2 separate regions of the Drosophila melanogaster genome follow, and region 2 is linked to region 1. Evidence: chromatin contacts called from public Hi-C data. All regions are on one chromosome and are shown on one strand. The core of a region is the stretch at or near the end of the contact, and the rest is flanking DNA. Distances in the headings are between cores, read along the strand shown.

Region 1 (5,673 bases), core at 335-2,834:
ATTTTTATAATTATAATATATAATATTATAATTTTTAATAAATGAACTGCAAGCTAAGGGCTTTATTTCCTGCGACTGAACTTAAGTGGTTATTATAAGTTTATTAAGTGGTTATATATCTTTGGGAAAAATATTTCAGATATTTTTAAATTTGTGACTTCGTGTTTGGAAGTAGCCTGGTTGTCTAGTGTCGCGCCACTAACCAAATAACCTATTTACCTTTTTACTGAAATTCCCACATCTTATTGCACTTCGCTTGAATCTACACCAAATTTCCATTATCTTGATTTTTTGAATTTTCTACGTTAGCTTTGAACCGAAAATGGTGGTTACTCGCAGTGCAGCTACGAAGAAGCAGAACCAAGTGCTGACCTTATCTGACCAGAACATCCTAGCAGAATCTTCGAGGACCAAAGGACCTCCTGTGCCCAAGAAGAATGTTAAGAAATTGCCGACTGCACGTCAGTGTGTCAAGGTGGCTGCAAATCTTCTAGACGCACAAGAACCTAACGAAAATGAAGTAAGAAATATCCAAAGATATATAAATATTTGTTCAAACATTACAAAATATAAAATATTTAGAACACAGGAACCCAAAGGAAGGATGGAAAGCAACTGGATTCCAAATTGAGTTCCACAGTCCAAAATACAGAAGCAGCGAGGTCCAAAGAAACTCCTGCACCCAAGAAGAATGTTAAGAAACTGCAGGCTGCACTTCCGTGCGCCGACGCGGCTGCAAATCTTTTGGAGGAACAAGCATCTAATGAAATGAATGAAGAAGGACCTCCTGTGCCCAAGAAAAATGTGAAGAAACTTCCGGCTGCACGTCAGTGTGTCAAGGTGGCTGCAAATCTTCTAGACGCACAAGAATCTATCGAAAATGAAGTAAGAAATATCCAAAGATATAAAAATATTTGTTCAAACATTACAAAATATAAAATATTTAGAAAACAGGAACAAAAAGGAAGGATGGGAAGCAACTGCAGGCACAAAATTCGAATGAAAATGAAGTAAGAAATATCAAAAGATATGCATATATTAAAATATTATAAAATATATAATATATTTAGAAAACAAGCACATTAAAGAAGGATAAAAAACTACTGGCTTCCAAAACTCCAGAAGCAGCGACAAACGATAATGTAAAATGAAGATACAGATACTAATAATATTAGTATTTATAAAATTCCAATTTTAGGCAAATCCAAATATGAAACCAAGCCTAAAGAAGTCGACAAGGGAGCACAAGTCCAAAAAGTGTAATGACATTCAAAAAGCTGGAAAAGATCACATCGAACATCAAGCCGAATAATTTGTATCACGTTGCGTTAATTGTTTTTGTTTTTAAAGTTCAAAATTGATTTTAGTTGCTTTTATAAGCAAAAATATAAATATAAATAATTAAGAATACCTAATAACAAAGAATGCCGAACAGTGAGGTTACCTTTTAAAAAGCCGTTACACGCAGGGTTCGTTTCCCGGCTAAATGGTTACCCGAGCTCCCAACCTGCCACTGGTTGCGGTGCCGTGTATTGTCAACGTTTTCCAAAAACGGAGGTACGGTCACTCCAGTCTCGGGCGCTCTCATTTTTCGTTCGAATTCTGACCGGGCGGGTTTATTTTATCATTGCTCCGCGACTTCGAATACGAGACCGGTGTTGTGCGCTCCTGATAACTGCGATATATTGAGCGCGAGCGCCATGTCCTTTTGCTGGAAGTAGAATTTGAAAAGTGCAGAGATCACGGCTTGGATTGCCAAGGAACAACGGTGTTGAGACTGAATATATTTTTTGTGCGCTGTTTCGAAATAGAACCGTTAATTGGAATTGGCAGTAAGAAGCAGAGAGGCGGACGATATTCCGGTGAAATCTTCGCCAGGCGGAAACATCGATCAAAACAAAGTGCATGCTAAAAACATAAAAGATTCAACATGTTCGAACTAGAGGATTATTCGAGCGGCATACATGAGGGATTCTTCAGCAAATATGCGGTGAGTTGAAACAAAAAAGGCGAGCTAAGCGAGAATAATAACTTTTCGCGAACATTTCGCCGGCCGGCCACACGCACCCATACACTCGCATGTGCCGAGACACAGACAGGCGCAATTTTTGAATTTAACGTTCGGTCTCCACGTTCCCCACACCCCAACTGTTCCCATACCGACATGAAGAGCAAAACCCACCACCAAGAACAGTTTGGCGGCGAAACTTTGGTTCCACTCGCCATCTCGCTCGCCCCTGCGGCCAAATATTCCCCGCCTCGCTCGCTCCAAAGCTGTGTTGTTGACTCGCCAATTCGCCCTCGCCGCGTTTAACGTTTGTGTGTGTGTGTGTCTGTGTTTACATTTGATCGTTAAACTTTGAAAAATTTCTTTTTCGCCCAAAAAATTGATGATTAATTACAACCGGAACAGCGGAGCGCCGATAAAAAATAATGGAAGTATAGTACCATTGCGTTTGAGGAAGTCTGCTGTTTATTTTGGGGGTTACTAACTCGGCTAGCCGCAGAATTCACCTCTGTTAAGCGACTGTTATTTGCACTTAATTGTGGACATCAATTCACTTTTCACGGGAGGGGATTGCCTGTATTATTCTACTTGTATTATTAAGACACTTGGAGTATTTTACTTTGGCGCACACAGCACAAGTCTTTCTTTTGTTGTAGCCATTCGCAATTATTTGGCTTATTTATTTTCTGTCACACACAGCGGCGGATGAAACAATAGCACACCTTATAATATATTATTTCTTGCAATTTATAAGGTTTAAGAATTTCTTATCTTCATTTTCAAAGAGTAACTCTATAATATAACACAGTATGAGAGGAGAAGGTACCAAAGATTTTTTTTTAACTAAAAGGATTATTTCTTCGGCATAAATTTACTTGTATAATGTTAGAGAGTTTCTCTGGTCGAGTATTCACTGTAGAGTTACGTTATCACATTCTACAGTTTAGCACAGGTTAATAAATTTGCAGTCCTATTTCCTTGGCCGCCAATATGCGCTGAGTACTTTAGTGTGTTTCTCCGCCGGTTCGCTGAGTTTTTCGTCTGGTGGCCTCTTCTTCGGCTTTTGCGTTTTAAACTTTTTGAAGGCCAAGCGTTCACCTCGAATCTCTCGGTTTTCATCTGTTTTAGTCACAGTCCAACCAAGTGGCTAATGATTTTGGGCCAGAAAGTGGGGGTATGGCTTTGAAGTTTGGGCTAAACTGACCGCCTAAATTGTCAGTCCGTCAGAGGAACTGACCTCCAGCAAAGTTTGCACATTTTCAATAGAAAATCAAACGAACGGACTTGGGAAAACACGTGCGCCTGTTACTTGCAACATGCAAAACTCCACACACGCACGCACGCACAATCTACAAGTGTTGCGAATTCCCAGTAAGCGTGTGCGTGTGCGAAGGGGAACAAAGAAAAGCAAACAAAATAAATCGTTTCATCTTGTACGCTTGTGTAAGTGCGAGAACAAAAGAAAACCAAAAAGCAACAGTCGACAATAATTCCCACATCAAAAGCTTTTCTCCCACCTTCTCCATCTCTTTCGCACTGTTCTCTTTCGTCTCCGAGGTTTCGGCAACCTTTGTTGCAGCAACATGGCAGCAAAGAAAGAAATTAGTGAAACAAAAATCAAAGCAAAAAGCCAACAAAGAACAACTTCAAAGTTCAACGCGCTTTCCACTGGGGCCTTTCAAATGGGGCGATTTCAGTGGGTGGCGGCACACCTACCCCAAAATGCGCAGTAGGTGGGAAAGAGATGGGCGCACAAGGATTGTGGGAGGACTGCCACTTGTCTGCATTTCGCTCTGCTGCCGAATATGAGCGCCCAGCTGTATGCCGCATAGATTTTCTCACGGCCCCAGCGCACACACACCCATACACATATTGGTACAAACACTAGTCTGGGGGCAGTTGCTATTACCCATATAAAACTTCAGAGCGCCTAAATCGTGTAATACCAAAAAGATACTTGAAACTATGCAAAGTAAGATATAGACTAATTTAAATACAACTTATTATGTGTCCACATGTCATTTGCATTTTGAAGAAATGCATTGGCTTCTCTCCCTTTCTTCTTTCTATAAGAAAATGTAAATCTCCATGAAGCCAACTGTTTGTTTGTATGGCAATTAAGTTAATGAACAAAGAAGTTATGGAGCTTGTGTAATTCGTAAAAATCGTAAGATGCCTCACCAAACCAACTAATTGCCCCAAAAAACCCTCACAGTCTCAGCAAATGGACTTCCAGGCTAAAAATAAACATTTGGCAAATCTGATTTCTTGAAACACATGCAGTTAATGAATGAAATAACCCGGAGAATCTGCCGATTTACTTCCCGCTAAACCGAGAGATTTGAAAACGATTTACGACCCTGGATCATCCTGTGTGTTTAAGGATGTTACTTTGCGTTGGGAATCGGTCGGCAATTCAGGCAAGCGACTTTTATTGCACCATAAAGTAATTTACAAATGGGCGCTCATGACCTCAGGGAAGATTCGTCCAGAAAGGTCCACGGAAATCGTTGGTTTTACCTGAGTGAGGGATTCCATTGCATTCCATTCCTTACCATCCTCCTCCCATCATTATTTACCATCTCTTCTTGTGTTTTCTCTGTGTGTCAGCAGAGTGATTTCCTTCGGAGGTGAAAGGCGGAGAAAGATGGAAAATATGTGCAACAAAAGAAACGAAGCAGATGCAGGAAATGCAGGAGAACACTTACAACCATCGCCAGTGACGAATCCTGCCGAGAAAGGACGAAAATACCCTCGTCGGCAGCTCCTTGGTTCGTTGCACAACTTGAAAAGGCCAACTGTAGGCAGCTGCAACAGAGCAGCAAAAACTTTTTATGGCCTACGGTGGGTTGTATGGGAGGGGGTGCTGAAATACGGGAGTGGTGGCGGTGTCTGTAAGCCTCGTCGAAGTTTTACTGACAACTTTTGCATTTTCCTTTAATCCCCCCGATAACCAAAAGCAGCTTGCTGTGAACTTTGCTCGCCTGTTTGATGCATTTTTATTTCGGCACATTTTTTCGAGAATTTTTTGGGGGGGCAGAAAAATGGGGAAAAGAAAAAAAATACAAAATAAAGTTGAGGTGTGGGGGCAAAGGAAGGTGGGCAGGCTTTTCAAACTGACTACCTAGGCCTTTTCCTCGTGTTTCTGAACGCCGCATTCGAAAGCCGGTTGATTTATTACGTCTCTCGTGCTGAGGGATTTATTAACCCTTCACCCGCACACTGTCCTCGTTTTCCCCCATTTGAAAAAGGTGCGGAAAGTGGCAATTCCTTGGCTGTAAACTAATTAGAGCCAGGAAGTTAGCTTTCCGTTGGCGCGGATGCAATTCTAAACTGTTTACGATTCTGGTTCTGGAATTGCAGCTTACTGCAGGAAGAAGAATAGGAAGCTACAGTGGTCTACCGATAATGCAAATAGCTTCTAAAATGCACAAATCGTATATTCCCATAGATTGATATATTTTTGTGCACCTAGTGTTATGGCAAATACAGAAACATATTTTCATATTTAAATGAATGGTTCAAGATATCAAAGATATCAAATTATATTAAAAAACCATAAAATTTACATAAATGTAATGAGAACTCCTCAGTTCTGAATGGTGTAATTCACTCAATCGATCGCTTACTGTACCGCAAGCAACATAACAAAACTAGAGACTTAT
Region 2 (5,294 bases), core at 2,210-4,709, 330 kb after region 1:
AGGACCATTTGATTGTTGATTAGGTGGACTTTGAGCCCCCCAAAAAGTACCCCTTCCTTCAGGGGGACACCCCTGACAAGCGTCTCATGAGCGGCGAGGACAGGCGGCGGCTCGCCGGCGACAAGTGATGAGTGAATGCAAAGAATTTGAATATTGTGCCGCGGCGGCAGTTGACATAAATCGTCAATGACAGCAACATCGCCTCTCCGTTTGGCCTTAAACACGCAATCCGGCCGGAGGAAGGGGCAGGATGCCAGGGACTGCCGATGGGAGCTGGTCGTGGAGCGGTTTGTACGGTTGGGAGTGGCAAGTCCATAGGACACGACAGACAACTGTAATCCGCGCCATTGTATCGAGGATGATTGCTCGCGGGTCCGTTTTGGCCTGTCAGCGGTCCCTTCAAAATCAAGTCTAATCGATTTAGGACACTTTGACAGCGCTTATTGGCAGCATGCGCGTGGCCGCGATACCAACAACACCTTGCCAAATTTCCAAATCTGATTCGGATTCGGATTCGGATTCTGGCCAGGCCGTCGCAGCCAGCGAAATGTCAACAGCATTTTGGCTTAAACGGACACAAAGTAGTGCCGAAAAGAAGCAGCAAAAAAATGCAAACAGCTAAGTAAAAACTGGGGGCCGAGAAAGATGCGAAATCCGAACAAGAACAAGGCTGCGGCAGCATTATCATTATCTCAATGGAAGCTGATTGAAAACAGATAATTAAAATCTTCTAATTAGGCGGCATGTTCACGCACACACACACACACACACACACACACGCGAGCGCACAGATTGCCGTGTGTGTTACCTTAACCACTGTCGACTGTCAGTGGGAACAAGTTCATAAATCTTGGCTCCAACAAATCGTTTTGCAACATGAGAGAACATTACACGTAAGAGCCAGCAACCCAAGGCGGCCAACAAAAGACCCGCAGCATAAAAGTCGCAAAAAGTTGGCCAACTACAAAATTATGGCTGGGGACATCTGCGATGTGGGTATCCTGTGAGTGAGGGGAGGGGGGGGGGGGGTGTCCAACTCTGACTGTAGGTGGAGTACAGCATATGTATGTTTTAAGTGCTCGACTTTGGCTAAGGCAGAGTAATTGTGTGGCTTAAAGCTAAAATCTTATTCTTATGATGAGCGTATTAACTTATCTTAGAAAACTCAAAATCAATCCAATTAACTAAGTTTATAATATATTATTTTTGGCACTAATCACTTATGCTTGAAAACATTGACCACAATTTTGGAGTTTAATTGACTAAGATTTTAAACAAGTTTTTTTATTTATTTATTATGATAGATAGAATAGTTTACAAAACTAGTAGTAGTGTCATAAGTAGTGTCTCAAAAAAATATATCGCGTAAATAAGGATAAGTAAGTATTTTTTATATTGATATTCCATTTGAGTGTTCAATTAACGTTAATCCATTTTCAATTTCAACCGCCGACATTGAAGCGAACAAGTACTAAATAAATGGTTACTGTCCTCGCTTTAGCTTAGCCCAGTTCTGCTCCGTGTTCGGGTACGCGCTAAACATAGTAGTGACGCGCACCAAATATCTATTACATTCGACACGTGTTTTAAACGTGTATATTCGTGTATGTAAAATTGTTGATACTATCGTGTAGAATATTTGCATGTACGTTTAGAATCTAAAGTTATATCTTATCTATAAGTTCTTATTTGTCTTTTATTAGTTTTATCTTCTCGTGTGCAAATGGAATATGAAGCAAATCCATAATAAACGAATGCTTTGCCAAATCCATTATTTTCAGGAGTTTATTTATCTTATAACTTTTATCATATACAACAAACAAAAATACAGCGTATACAAGGTATTAACTAGACATTCGCAATGTTGCTAATTATTTTCTGAAATATCTGCACACCGCGCAAATAGATATCCGCCTGAATGAACTCATCGTGATCGTGGAGCAATACAGGTGTATTATTCATGGGTGAGAAGCCCAAAGCTGGGATGCCAACGGCACGAATGTATCTGCTATCAGTTCCTCCGGTAAATATTTGCGGTTTGATGGATATGTGCCTGAAAGATTAATGATATGTTAAGATAATCAGAGGTCTTTTAAGTTAGAAGCGCTTACATCTCATCGGTAGCTTTCTTGAAAGCAAGCCAGAAGGGATTACTCCCATCGATGGCGGTGGGCGGGACTTTAGGTTGCTTCTGTTCGTAAGTGATCTCGATGCCACCACCCACGTCGGCACACCATTTGTGGAGCTATAAATATGCCAGTATCTTAGTTTACGCAACATTTAGGATGAATACAGCACCTACGTTAGCCTCAAACTCCTCAAAGTCCACATCTAGAGCCAAACGACAATCGAAGCAGACCATTAGCAAGGGAGGCACCACATTGCTCTGAACTCCGCCACCGAGTTTGGTCAAATTAATGGTCGTTACATCGCCAATGACCAACTCTGGATTATTCTGCAATCTTTGAACCTGACTCCTACGAAACTCCATCATCTTTCCGACTATATAGTTCAGTTTTTCACCAGCAGTATTGGGCAGCAAAAGCGATCCATGACCAGCAGTCCCACTGATGTTGAAATATACACCTGTTTGAAATGGTAAGTATATATATAGCAAGGGACTTAAATTTAAAATTTAATTTAAATTTACGCCAAACTGCTCGTTCTGCATAGAAAAGAGGCAGCTGCTCATCGGGTGAAGCCAATCCCTCGTCCATTGCAAATCCCACATTAAGAGCACGGAAATCTTCAGTTGGCACAAAAGGTCTCATGCCATAACGACCGCCCATTTCCTCATCTAAGTGAATGAAATATTTTAAATGTTGTATGATAGAATAGTAACTTAGAAAGTAACTGACCCGCCACAAAGGAAATGTGGATAGTTCGTTTGAATTTCGCTCCACTTCTCTTGAGCGCTCTAACTGCGGCTAGATGCTGCATTCCCACGGACTTCATATCTTGTGTTCCCCTGGCAAAAATGCGACCCTCCTCATCGATGTCGGCTCCAAATGGCGGGTGAGTCCAGTTTTCTGGAAATACGGGAACCACGTCCATGTGGGAGTTCAGCAGAATGCTGGGCAACTCGGGATTGAGTCCCTTCCATGTCAAAACCACTACGGGATTCTGTTCATTTGCCGGGTAATACACCTTCATTGGCAGATCCATCAGATTTGCCTGTCGTCTGAGAAATTCGACGCATGGTGCTGTAGAGGTAAGTGTAAGTATCTTTAAAATTGTCACTTCATTTTTCTAAAATATACTATCGTTCAGATACTAACCATAGTCCGGATCGGGATGGACACTTGGGATGCGCAGATACTCGCGAAAGTACTGTATCTCCTCATCGGATTCCCACTTGCTGGTGGCCATTTCACTTCTATATACGATCTTTTGCGGCTGACAGCTGGCAGCATACTGAGTTGTGTTAGCTAGTGTCCGAGTCGAGTTCCAGTGCCCTACTACTAATAGACTTATCTCTCACGATCGTAACGCCAACGCGCGACCCGCGAGGTGGCGGACACAGATAATTTTATCAAATTGTAAACGAGAACTTCGGATGGTGAAAAAACTCGTTTACGTCACAGTAGCGGAGGGGATCACTTGTTTTAATCAACAACAGCAATCAGTGATTGGACATCACTGTGGAAAACTAATTCTTATATTTCATACAAAAAACATTTCCAGCAATATAAGGCTTAGCTTTTATATGTAATATTTGACACAATAATCCAGGGGACTTTTTTCAACTTTATTGTGTTTTTACTGTATCAATTTGACCGTGGTCTCCCCTTCTACTCTCTATTATAGTTTAAATTTGATTCGTAGATTTGTTATAAGGTCGGTCGTTCGCCCCTTGCTATCTGTTCCCATCAACTGCTTGCTTACTGGCTCGAGCCCGAAGTACTGCTTTAAATTCAAATTTCCAGCACTGCTTGACTACTGCTTGGGACCAGTTTAAATTCAGATTTTAATACAGTAGGAAGTTTATTCTTTACATTTACAATTACATCATACATCTTGGCGTGTACAACAAAACTTAAAGAGTCACTAGAGTCTTATATGCGAAAATACCGAATAACGATCTCCACCAGACCCTTAGGCCTTGCGTTCGAAGAGGACAGGGAATGGCTTATCCTTCGGCGCCTGCAGCCAATTGTCCTCCGAATACTTGACGTTGTTCTCAGTCTCGATGACGTGGAAAGTGTAGGCGTGGCGACTCTTTTGCGAGCGATTCGGCTCACTCTTGTGCACCACATTTCCGTGGATTAGAATGCAGGTGCCTGGAAAAATTAAGTAGAACATATGTTATAATGATTTTAGAGTATTTAAACGTTTTATGGAAAAACCACGAATATAACTCTTTAGGGAACCAGACCAAAAATACAACTAAATTACACTTGGACTGATAAAAGCAGCTAACAAAATATTTACTTTGCATCTTAACCACCATAAAGATAAATTTTAAATGGGTCTACCGAAGCTGTAGTGCTCTGCAGTACTTAGAAAGTGCTTCACCTACTTTGAATTCATGATAAATTATCTTCTATCAACTTACCCTTGCTGACTTGCATTGGCGTGAAGCTGGACTGCGGATAAATGGGAGCTGCCCGATCGTAGACCATCAGTTCGCTGGCATCCTTGTCGGGATTGCGAAGGTAGCGCCTGTGGACTCCACTCTTGTGTGATCCCTTGATGAACTGCAGGCAACCATTCTGCAGGGTGCAGTCCTCGAGGGCCAGCCAAAAGCCCACTGCCGAGTTGGGATCCGTGTGCAGGAACCACGAGTCCTGATGGGGCGTCACCTCGCCACCCACTCCCGGATTCTTGTAGATGTACATACTTTGACAGACGGCCGGCTTATTGTAGTTCAACTGCCAGCAGATCTCCCGAACTCGGTTGCTAAAGGTGATGGCATTGAAGGCAGGATGCTCCACGTGCAGAGCATGCCCCACTTTGTTGAGGGCGATCATGGGATCCACCAGCAGCTGGCCCTCATCTCCCACCGCCCCCTTTTCGAAGAAGTAACGCACTTTGTCTCCCGACTCCATGAAGTACAGCTCCTTTCCCTGTGCATCCTCCTGCTTTATGGTGCTGAAGATCTTCCTGTTGTTCTGCGGAGCATCCAGGCACAGAGCTCTTCCCGCCTGGTACAGTGAGTCCACTTCCTCGGCAGTGAGGAAGTCCTCGATGACAATGTAGCCGTTTTCATTCAGCTGAAAATAGGAAAGCGGATGAAGGTTTCAGTCAATTCAAGGAATAATCTTTTTAAGCTACATATATTGCTTATCGGCTGC

What was found. Hi-C and Micro-C count contacts between places; a contact is called where the count stands out from the background.
Region 2: a contact with region 1 is called in a Hi-C map of the Kc167 cell line, with 2.4 times the contacts expected there. The contact joins the promoter of CG6465 here to the promoter of jumu in region 1. A contact is called at or near these places in 16 of 107 Hi-C or Micro-C datasets (the Kc167 cell line, the S2 cell line, brain and 6 more) and 1 of 6 datasets of contacts at active chromatin or transcription factors (the Kc167 cell line).

Annotation. Positions count from the first base shown.
Region 1 is chr3R:10,348,598-10,354,270 of dm6, forward strand. jumu (jumeau) reads left to right here and starts at 1,585. Exons shown (of 3, transcript NM_079578.3): 1 at 1,585-1,990. The coding sequence starts at 1,931. It overlaps CG31406, which reads left to right and starts at 164. Exons shown (of 5, transcript NM_169341.3): 1 at 164-520; 2 at 583-885; 3 at 948-1,010; 4 at 1,071-1,142; 5 at 1,199-1,413. The coding sequence starts at 323. The coding sequence ends at 1,312.
Region 2 is chr3R:10,673,792-10,679,085 of dm6, forward strand. CG6465 reads right to left here and starts at 3,460. Exons shown (of 6, transcript NM_141747.3): 1 at 3,279-3,460; 2 at 2,859-3,203; 3 at 2,651-2,797; 4 at 2,303-2,586; 5 at 2,112-2,245; 6 at 1,769-2,053. The coding sequence starts at 3,369. The coding sequence ends at 1,849. It overlaps Phyhd1 (Phytanoyl-CoA dioxygenase domain containing 1), which reads right to left. Exons shown (of 3, transcript NM_001104270.2): 2 at 4,556-5,213; 3 at 3,946-4,280. The coding sequence ends at 4,096.